Linked DNA regions of Macaca mulatta: region 2 is linked to region 1. The links are chromatin contacts, called in public Hi-C maps. All regions are on one chromosome and are shown on one strand. The core of a region is the stretch at or near the end of the contact, and the rest is flanking DNA. Distances in the headings are between cores, read along the strand shown. Region 1 holds the start of IST1 (IST1 factor associated with ESCRT-III). Region 2 holds the start of AP1G1 (adaptor related protein complex 1 subunit gamma 1).

The links. Hi-C and Micro-C count contacts between places; a contact is called where the count stands out from the background.
Region 2: a contact with region 1 is called in a Hi-C map of CD4 T cells, with 4 times the contacts expected there. The contact joins the promoter of AP1G1 here to the promoter of IST1 in region 1. A contact is called at or near these places in 4 of 14 Hi-C or Micro-C datasets (CD4 T cells, blood, fetal cortical plate and 1 more).

What each region holds. Positions count from the first base shown.
Region 1 is chr20:67,978,378-67,983,878 of T2T-MMU8v2.0, forward strand. It overlaps IST1 (IST1 factor associated with ESCRT-III), which reads right to left and starts at 2,811. Exons shown (of 11, transcript XM_077984559.1): 1 at 2,725-2,811. LOC144337700 (a long non-coding RNA gene) reads right to left here. Exons shown (of 4, transcript XR_013411133.1): 4 at 3,909-4,039. LOC144337697 (a long non-coding RNA gene) reads right to left here and starts at 1,185. Exons shown (of 3, transcript XR_013411128.1): 1 at 962-1,185; 2 at 432-825; 3 at 1-264. It also overlaps a transcript of ZNF821 not described here.
Region 2 is chr20:68,066,603-68,071,764 of T2T-MMU8v2.0, forward strand. AP1G1 (adaptor related protein complex 1 subunit gamma 1) reads left to right here and starts at 2,296. Exons shown (of 22, transcript XM_077984503.1): 1 at 2,296-2,598. LOC144338327 reads left to right here and starts at 2,548. Exons shown (of 3, transcript XM_077987055.1): 1 at 2,548-2,598.

The DNA.
Region 1 (5,501 bases), core at 1,561-4,060:
TGTCTAATATTACATTCAGGAATAATTTTCTTCCTTTCTTTTTTTTTTTTTTTGAGCCGGATTCTCACTCTGTCACCCAGGCTGGAGAGCAGTGGCATGATCTCAGCTCACTGCAACTTCTGCCTTTCCGGTTCGAGCAAGCAATTCTCCTGCCTCAGCCTCTGGAGTAGCTGGGACTACAGGCCACACCAACACTCCAGGCTAATTTTTGTATTTTTAGTAGAGACTGGGTTTCACCATGTTGGCCAGACTGGTCTCAAACTCCTGACCTCAAGTGATCCACACACCTCAGCCTCCCAAAGTGCTGGGATTACAGGCGTGAGCCACCGCGCCCGGCCTCCACTCAGTAATAATTTTCTTATCAATTCTCCAAACTTTTGATATGTGTACCATATAAACAATGCTGAAATAAGTATTCATGGGCATATTACTTTTCCTGAATTTGGAATGACTAATTGTACTACTCTTTCTTTTTTCTAGTTTTATTGTAAAACCCTGGGACTTCATTCTGATTTTATGAGAACCAGAGCTTAAATCAAAAAAGCTAGAGACAGAGATTCTGGAGCTCCTAATAATTTAAAAGTCAGTGACATAGGAACAAAGAGAATGAAAAATTATTTGGACAAAATAATAACACTATTTTAAAAATAAGATATACAAAACTGGATGACTTTAAAATGTAACACTAACACTGGAGATTCAAAATACTTCTAATCCCAGCACTTTGGGAGGATCACTTGAGCCCATGAGTTCAAGACCAGCCTGGGCAACATTAAGAAACTCCATCTTGGCCGGGCGCGGTAGCTCACGCCTGCAATCCCAGCACTTTGGGAGGCTGAGGAGGGTGGATCACGAGGTCAGGAGATCGAGACCATCCTGGCTAACACGGTGAAACCCCGTCTCTACTAAAAATACAAAAAATTAGCCGGGCGTGGTGGTGGGCGCCTGTAGTCCCAGCTACTCAGGAGGCTAAGGCAGGAGAATGGTGTGAACCCGGGAGGCAGAACTTGCAGTGAGCCCAGATCGTGCCACTGCACTCCAGCCTGGGCGATTGAGCGAGACTCAGTCTCAAAAACATAAAAAATAAAAATAAAAAAAATAAACTCCATCTCTCCCCTCCCCACCTCGACCCAAAAAAAAAAAAAGCCAGGTGTGGGCCTGTAGTGTCAGCTACTACTCCCGAGACTGAGGCGGGAGGATCACTTGAGTCCTGGAGGTCAAGGCTGCAGGGAGTGCACTGCTGCACTCCAGCCTGGGAAATAAAGTGAGAACCCCCCGTTTCCAAAACAAAACAAAACAAAACAAAACAAAGGAAGTGTTTTAATTTCTTTCTTTTTTTTTTTTTTTTAAAGACAAGGTCCTCCAGACTGGAATGCAACGGCGCAATTACCGACTCACTGTAGCCTCCACCTCGCAGGCTCAAGCAATCCTCCTACCTCAGCCTCCCAAACTATAGATCCGGGCCTCAACGCCTGGCTATTTTTTTTACTTTTGTAGGGGTTTTGCTATGTTGCCCACGCTGGTCTCCAACTCCTAAGCTCAAGTGATCCTCCCATCTAGCCCTCCCCAAGTGCTGGGATTACAGGGCTGAGCCACCACATCTGGCCACTTTTATCTTCTAATGACTATTATCAAGTCCTCCTATCCCAGAAGTTCTTAGGAAGCAAATTTCCCACAAACTATTGACTTGTAGGTACAAAAGCCAAAAGGCTTCTACTGGGAAAGGAAAGGGAAATATATACATATATATTTCAACTATTATTTTGTTAAATTAGAAAATACAGACATAGGAGGGGTATAGATAAAACAAGATTAGGCAAGAGTTGATCGTGTTTGAAGCTGGATGAGGATTCACTGTACTCCTGTCTGCTTGAAATTTTCCATAATAGTTAAAATATTACGTATAATTTTAAAATTCAAGTTTCCCCTAAAGATCTGTTTAAGACCAGACTTTAAGTTTACTACGACAGAGAGTGAAGCTACTGTGTCTTTTGTAATTAAACCTACAGCTCCTGAGTCCCGACCCTCCTCAAAGTTTACGCTGTTGAGTTCCAAGAGCTCACCTCCAGCACCCCGAAAGAGGAGCGCCGACAAAAACAAACAGGAGAGGCGCAAGGATCCTCCCAAGATCTCTCACCACACAAGCAGGGATCCGAGAAAGCGGGCAGAGGCCGCTCCTTGCTTCAATGAAAGAAAATGTAATTTTCTCCGGCCAAAGTGGACCCAAGTCCGGCCCCCCAGCCCAGGAACAAGCCCAGGAAGCCACCCCGCCCACTGGAAGCGTCCGGGATTCAGGGGCATCTGCCTCTCGCAGCACTGGAGGCCCCGACCTTCCCGAAGTCTCTCCAGGCCAGAAAAGACGGGGTAGGGGTGTCGCCGAGGAGCCCTCGCCGAGGCCGCGGTATTTCCGCCCCAGGGAAGATACACCTCGGGGCAAGAGTACTACGGAAAGTTAAGCGGCTTCGGGTATCCAGGACTAGCGGCCTCCGAGCCGCTCGCGGTCCTGCCACGCCCACCCACCCAGGCATGGGCAGCCTCCTACGCCGCGGGCCCTCGAGGGCCTGACCCCCGGTCTGACCCCCACTCCCACGATCCTTCCCTTTCTCCTCAGCTGCCCCCTCCGAAGTCGTTTGAATCCCGGGCCCTAGCGCTAGAGACCGCTAAATCCGGAGCGCAAAGGGAAGAGGAAGAGGAGACCTCTGACGCCGAGGATGCCACACTCACCTAACCGAATCCTGCCGTGAATGCAGCAAACACCGACTTCAGAATCTGGGTTCAGCATCCAAAATGGCGGCTCCTCGGCCTGAGAGCAGCAAGCACGAGCGGAGGGATCCACGGGGCCGAGATAGCCACGCCCTCCTTTCTAGGGATTGGCTGCGCGATCGCCGCTGCCGGGACCCACGCGCTGACTCGGGGCACCTTCCCTTGGTTTCCTTTGGAGTTGGCGCGGCTGGGGACTACTTCCCGTGGCGGAGGCACGGGAGACGATGGCAGACGCGACACGCCGACTGAGTCAGCTGTTGGGCCGTGCCCTTAATTTCGCTCTGGGCGAGGTGAGGCCAGCAATGGCTGCTGGTTCTCGGACTCTGCGCTTATGGCCTCACCGCGCCCAGTGCCTTGGTTCCGGATTCTTCCATAACCTGCTCCCAGTACTGCCTCTGTGACGCCGGGAGTTGCTCCCTGAGATTTGTTGCCGCCCTTCGCTGGACTTTCGCCCTGGGTGGAGCGGCCGGGCGGGTTTCGAAGCCTGCGTATCCCTGACTCTTCACCCAGAGCCTCCGAGTCCCTCTACTGGCTTTTCGCGTTCCCCCGCCCCGCTTTTAAGCCGTCCGGTTGCCCTTTCAACCAGCATCGCTCCGGTCTGTGTGGTGTAATTTAGTAGTGTTCCCCCAGCACCACATTCTCTGGCGATTTCCCTAATTTATCTCGGTATTCAAAGAAAACTTTTTCTTTGGTTACCTTTCAACTTATCTCTACTTAAGTTTGGAAGGGGCCTTCCCAGCACTTTGAGAGGCGGGGCGGGAGGATCTCTTGAGCCCGGAAGTTGCAGACCAGCCAGGGCACCGTGGTGAGACCCCATTGCTTAAAAAAAAAAAAAAAAAAAAAAGTTAAAAATTAGGGAAGCAGCAATGCGCACCTGTGGTCCCAGCTACTCGGGAGGCTGAGGCAGGAAGATCGCTTGAGCCCAGAAGTTCGATGCTGCAGTAAACCGTGATCACGTCACAGTGCTCTAGTCTGGGCTACAGAAAAAAAAAAAAAAAAAGGCCAGGTGCGGTGGCTCACGCCTGTAATCTCAGCATTTTGGAAGGCCGAGGCAGGTGTATCACCTGAGGTTGGGAGTTCGAGACCAGCCTGGCCAACATGGAGACACCCCGTCTCTACTAAAAATACAAAATTACCCGTGGTGGCCGCATACCTGTAATCTCAGCTACTGCGGAGGCTGAGGCAGGAGAATCACTTGAACCCGGGAGGCGGAGGTTACAATGAGTCGAGATCGCGTGATTGCACTCCAGACTGGGCAAGAAGAGCGAAACTCCGTCTCAAAAAAAAAAAAAAAAAAAAAAAAAAAAAAAAAAAAAAAAAAAGGTGGGGGGAAGAAAAAGAAATGAGCCTCTAGAAGGAAGTCATTTGCTTCCTGCTGTAGAGGCTGCATCTGACTCTTGAACCGGGGCAGTCATATGACAAGTAGGAGCTAGCCGTTACCATAAGATGTTGATATGAATTTGGAAATACTGTATCTTTATAACCATTTGCAACATTTCAAGATAAAACCAGGTTCCATGCCGGGCGCGGTGGCACACGCCTGTAATCCCAGCACTAGGGGAGGCTGAGGCAGGTGGATCACCTGGGGTCAGGAGTTCAAGACTAGCCTGGCCAACATGGCGAAACCTCGTCTTTACTGAAAAAAAATACGAAAAAAAAAAAAAAATTAGCTGGGCGTGTTGGCAAACACCTGTAATCCCAGCTACTCCAGAGGCTGAGGCAGGAGAATCGCTTGAACCCAGGAGGCGGAGGTTGCAGTGAGCCGAGATCTCGCCATTGCAATCTAGCCTGCGCCATAGAGCAAGACTCGTCTCAAAAAAAAAAAAGTGCGGATATTTTTGGCTGGGCGTGGTGGCTTATGCCTGTAATCTCAGCACTTTGGGAGGCCGAGGCGGGTGGATTACCTGAGGTAAGAAGTTCGAGACCAGCCTGGCCAACATGGTGAAACTGTCTCTACTAAAAATACAAAAATTTGCTGGATGTGGTGGCAACACACGTGTAATCCCAGCTACTTGGGAGGCTGAGGCAGGAAAATCGCTTGAACCTGGGAGGCGAAGCTTTCAGTTATCTGAGATTCTGCCACTGCACTCCAGCCTGTGCAGCAGAGTGAGACCCTGTCTCAAAAAAAAAAAAAAAAGAAAAGAAAAACAAAAGTGGACCAGGCGTGGTGGCTCACGCCTGTAATCCTAGCACTTTGGGAGGCCAAGGTGGGGGAATCATCTGAGTTCGAGAGCAGCCTGGCCACATGGTGAAACCTCATCTCTACTAAAAATACAAAAAATTGGCTGGATGCGGTGGCTCATGCCTGTAATTCTAGCACTTTGGGAGGCCAAGCCGGGAAGATCATGAGGTCAGGAGATGGAGACGACCCTGGCTAACACAGTGAAACCCCGTCTCTACTAAAAATACAAAAAAAAAAAAAAAAAATTAGCTGGGCATTGTGGCTGGTGCCTATAGTCCCAGCTACTCAGGAGGCTGAGGCAGGAGAATGGCATGAACCCAGGAGGTAGAGATTGCAGTGAGCCAAGATTGCGCCACTGCACTCCAGCCTGGGTGACAGAGCCAGACTCCATCTAAAGAAAGAAAAAAAAAAAAGGCTGGGCACTGTGGCTCATAGCTGTAATCCCAGCACTTTGGGAGGCCGAGGTGGGTGAATCACTTGAGGTTAGGAGTTCGTTACCAACCTGGCCAACATGGTGAAACCCTGTCTCTACTAAAAATATAAAAAATTAGCAGGG
Region 2 (5,162 bases), core at 1,046-3,545, 88 kb after region 1:
CATACCTGTGTAGTCCCAGCTACTTGGAAGGCTGAGGCAGGACAATCGCTTGAACCCAGGAGGCGGAGGCTACAGTGAGCCGAGATCACATCATTACACTCCAGCTTGGGCAACAAGAGGAAACTCTGTCTCAAAAAAAAAAAAAAAAAAAAAAAAAAAAAGGCCGGGCACGGTGCCTCACGCCTGTAATCCCAGCACTTTGGGAGGCCGAGGTGGGTGGATCATGAGGTCAGGAGATCGAGACCACCTTGGCTAACACGGTGAAACCCCATCTCTACTAAAAATACAAAAAATAGTCGGGCACGGTAGCGGGGACCTGTAGTCCCAGCTATTCGGGAGGCTCAGGCAGGAAAATGGCGGGAACCCGGGAGGCGGAGCTTGTAGCGAGCCAAGATCCGGCCACTGCACTCCAGCCTGGGCGACAGAGTGAGACTCCGCCTCAAAAAAAAAAAAAAAAAAAAAAAAAAAGGCACTCTTTAACAGAACCCCAGTGGAAGAGGGGAGAGGATGTGTCTTTTAGCCAAGTCAGTTTCTTGGAGCCTGTTTCTCCTTATTTGTAAAGCTAAGTTACTTATGTTTGACTAGCCTGACTCAGGAGGTTGTCCAGAGGATCAGATTAGATTACACACATGAAAGTGCCTCATGAACAATGTGATATCAATATTTAATAATAAAAATGATAATTATTATCGCACCCATGGCCTCATTTCTTTCCAGCCACTTGGCATGCCCCCGTAGTTCAGGGACAAAATTGTACAGATGGGCCTGCTTGGTTCAACTTTTTTCGTGTGTTTTTGAGACAGGGTCTCACTCTGTCGCCCAGGCTTGGCTAACTGCAACCCCTGCCTCCGGGGTTCAAGCGACTCTCCTGCCTCAGCCTTCCAAGTAGCTGGGTTTACAAGTGCCCACCACCATGCCTGGCTAATTTTGTATTTTTAGTAGAGATGGAGTTTCACCATGTTGGCCAGGCTGGTCTCGACCTTCCGACCTTGGGAGATCCGCCCGCCTCAGCCTCCCAAAGTGCTGGGATTACAGGCGCGAGCCATTGCGCCGGCCTACTTAGAGCAATTTTTGTAAAGTATTTTGAATCCGTGCATGAAAATGACTAAGGAAAAAGGTGCAACCTTCTCTCTATGACACCCAGGTCCTAAACTCAAGATTTGTGGTTAGTTCTGGGCAGGCTGGTGGCTCACACCTGTCATCTCCACACTTTGGGAGCCCGAGGCAGGCGGATCACCTGAGGTCAGGAGTTCAAGACCAGCCTGGCCAACATAGCGAAACGCTCTCTGTATTAAAAATGCAAATATTAGCCGGCTGCGGTGGTGGGAGCCTGTAATCCCAGCTACTTGGGAGGCTGAAGCACGAGAAATTGCTTGACCCCGGGAGGCAAAGGTTGCAGTGAGCCGGGATGCCGCACCTGCACTCCAGCCTGGGCAACAGAGCGAGACTGTCTAAAAAAAAAAAAAAAAAAAAAAAAAAAAAAAAAAAAAATTGTGCAGTTGGTTCTGTTCTGTTTGGCACCCAGCCTGGTGCTGTGTTGTATTGTACTTTGTTGCCAATCTAGCGGAAGGATTTTGGTCTAGGTAGGTCACCTTTACTTTAAACAGGCCAAGGTATCAGGCCCCCTTTACGTTCACACGGAAAAGACTCGCGTCATATGTTAGTAATTATTTATCAGGTTAGGAACTGTCTGGTTAGACTTTCTTTGGCCCTGGTCATTAATTCATGGAGTCATAGACCGAAAGCCCATTCCGTAAGGGTTTCAGCTAACATGAGTCCAAGTCTTCTTTCTACATACGAGGAAACGGAATCCCTGGAGTTTAAGTGACTTGAGCTGTGCATGAACCGCGGTACTGGGCGTGGAATCCATTCTTGTGAGTCATCCTCTTAACTCTTCGTAAAATATGTTGCAAAGACACCATAAAACCATAGAATACCACCTGGAGCATGCTCCTTCAGTTAAAAAGAAAGCAAAAATCTTACAGGAGACAGCAAAGAGTTTGGGATGCCCGTGGATGAACACCATTTCATCTCTGCTATCTTCTCCGCCCCCACCTGCCTCGCCTGCTCCCACTTCCTGGACTACCTGACCTAGCTCCGCCTCCTCCAGGTGGCCCCACCGCTTCCTGGTAGCCCAGCCCCTCCCCCGCCTCCCGCCAAGCGGAACCAATGTCTGTCCGCTCTGGGGTCGGCCGGATCTTTCTCGCTCAGACTCTTCGCAGCGGTGACTCGGCAGCAGCGTCTCGCGTCATCAGTGACAGCCCTGACCCTTGCTACGCTTTGCGTCGCTCTGCCAGAAGCAGTCGCCTCCTCCTTGGCAAATAGTCCTCGGCAGGGTCCGAGTTCTTGGTTAATCCGAGAGGAGAGGCACGAGAAGTTGCAGTGCAGGGACACGGAAGCGACTAGACGAGGAGGCCAGGGATCGAAGTTTCCTCAATAGTGTGTGAAGTTAGTTAAAAACTCTCTTCTTCCTTAGGATCCCTCCGCCTGCAGTAGCAGTGGTGAGGCCGAGGGAGCCGCCATTTTGGATGTTCGGTTCCTGCTGCCACTGCTGCCGCCGCCCCCGGAGCTGCTGGTTTCATTCGAGGTTTCGGGCCGGTGAGTGTCACTGGCGGCACTTAGAGCATATTGCTGCTTTTGCCCCGCCGCTGGCGCGGGCGCTCGACCGGAAGCTTCCTTTCAGTTTCAGGGGTCCGGTCCCAGGCTGTGGGTGTTGAGAAGAGAGGACAGAGAGGCTGGGCCAGGAGGGGCCGGGAGCCCCAGGGGCTGCTCCGACTTCTGGAGGGCCGACCCCGAGGCCTCGGACCGGGAGGTTCCGCGCGCAGCGGTGTTCCGGGTAGTGGCGTTGCCCCGCGGGTACGGGCCTCCTTGAACCTTTGACTTTCTCAGGCTGCGATCTTTGAGGGCTCATTCAGGGAGCCTGGGGTTTAGCGCGGCTGGCCCCACCCCCGCGTGTCTTCTCTGAGCCACGTACCAGCGTTCTTGTGTCTTGTACCCGTGTCAGGTCTCTCAGATAACTCTCAGCATTTCCAAATGCCCAGTTAATCGCTGCCTGCCCCTGCAGTGCCGTCCTGTCGGAACCAGACATCGGCCTCGCCTCTCTCTAACCTTCCAACCAACTTCTTTCCCAATTTTCCGCGCGCGCGTGTGTGTGTGTGTGTTTGTTGTTGTTTTGTTTTTTTCAGCCTACCTGCGAGTGTACTGTTTACCCTTTTCTCAGCTCCTGGGCCTGCGGACGTCAGCGTCTAATAATTCTCCCGGGCTTCCTGATTGCCTGAAAGAGTCGGGACGATTCAGTTGATTGTTTCCCGGTTAGGAGACTTGGTGTAGGAGATCCATCGAAACACTCGCTCAGAGTGTGCTTCAGCAGTAATGTTTATGAGGCAGATTAAATGGCTTTTGGGAGGCGGGAGCTGTCAAATGTTTTCTCATTTGTGGATTCCCTTCCTGTGCTGAACACTTAGCTTTTTGGTACTCACTGACACTTGTGTGGTGTTTTTTTTTTTTTTTATCCTCCCCTATTACATATCCCTGAGCATGGAAATCTGTCCATGGAGAAAAATATTAATCTGAGGTAGGTAGAAAGGAGAGTTGGGCTGCTTTATTCGTTAACCGAGGAGAGGAGTTAGTGCTTTCTTAGTGACCTTAACTTTGAGGTGTTTGTACAGTAATGATCTTTGCTGACTGATTGTAAAAAATACTTGTAATGACTTCATGTATTGGGTTTTTCTGGGGATAGTTGAATTTTAAATATTCACTTCCACCCTTCCCTAGAATACTTGTCAAATACCTAAGTTGTCATACAGCCTAACTTTCAAGTTTGAAAAATATGAACCCTCTAAGTACTAGTAATCTAGTCACTTTTATTCTAAAAGCATGTTTGCAGTCTAGCATGCTTGAATGAAAAGTATTTCTTTGTTTTAATTTTTATTATTATTATTATTTTTTGAGACGGAGTCTGGCTCTGTCTCCAGGCTGGAGTGCAGTGGCACGGTCTCGGCTCACTGCAACCTTCGACTCACTGCAACCTACGCCTCCTGGATTCAAGCAATTCTCCTGCCTCAACCTCCCAAGTAGCTGGGACTACAGGTGCACGCTGCCACGCCCGGCTAATTTTTTTTTGTTGTTGTATTTTAGTAGAGATGGGTTTCACCATGTTGCCCAGGCTGATCTCGAACTCCTGAGCTCAGGCAATCCGCCCACCTTGGCTTCCCAAAGTGCTAGGATTACAGGCGTGAGCCACGGTGCCTGGCGAATAAAAAGTATTTCACAGTAATTCACTGATACATTTCCTACGTTTCAAGTTAGGCGAGTGTGATTGAATCACCCTTATTTCATCTCAGCCTGGGTTTTTACATCTGCAAAAGAGAAGTTAACTTATTTGAGATCACAGTCTAGTGGATGAAATTTAAATTTATAACTTGAACTGAGTCAAGCTTTTTAATACTGCTAAGCCACATATATAGATGCATTATTCTTATCAGGTTATTGAAATGAGATTGTAGATAAATTCCTGTATAGGTCATATGATGTCTCAGGAGAAAACAGTATTTTCAGTGTAAATACTCAGTGATCTTGTTGCTTGTTTTAAGGAGATTTTTCAAAAACATGTTAGTTACTATTAGATATGTGAGTTCTGTATCACCCTGAAGCTATGTAATTTTCTCTTTTGGTTTAAAGGAACTGTCAAACACTGAACACCTATGTAATGATCGCTCATTTACTAAGTATGCCCTTGCAGTTACTACTGAAATGTGCCATTTCTGACTTAGACTTTTCAAGTAAGGTGTTAGCAGAGCTATCACATAGATGTTAGTTAACTCAGTGTTTTTCATGCTTTAATATGTTGGTATTTAAATGTCATTCAGGCGGGTGCTCTGTGGCTCATGTTTGTAATCCCAACACTTTGGGAAGTGGAAGGTGGATCCCTTGAGCCCAGGAGTTAGAGGCCAGCCTGGGCAACATAGTGAGACTCTGTCTCTACCAAAATATTTTAAAATATTAAACTTTTAAAAATTCATTCTTAGATAGTTTGCATTCACTGGGGGAAGGGTCCTTTTGCCTTAACAAATTCCTAGCAAAGTGTTGTTTAGTGCACCATTGATCAGTGCATATTTGAATATCTGCTTTGTGTTTAGGAAACCTCCGTTTCTTTTGGGAGC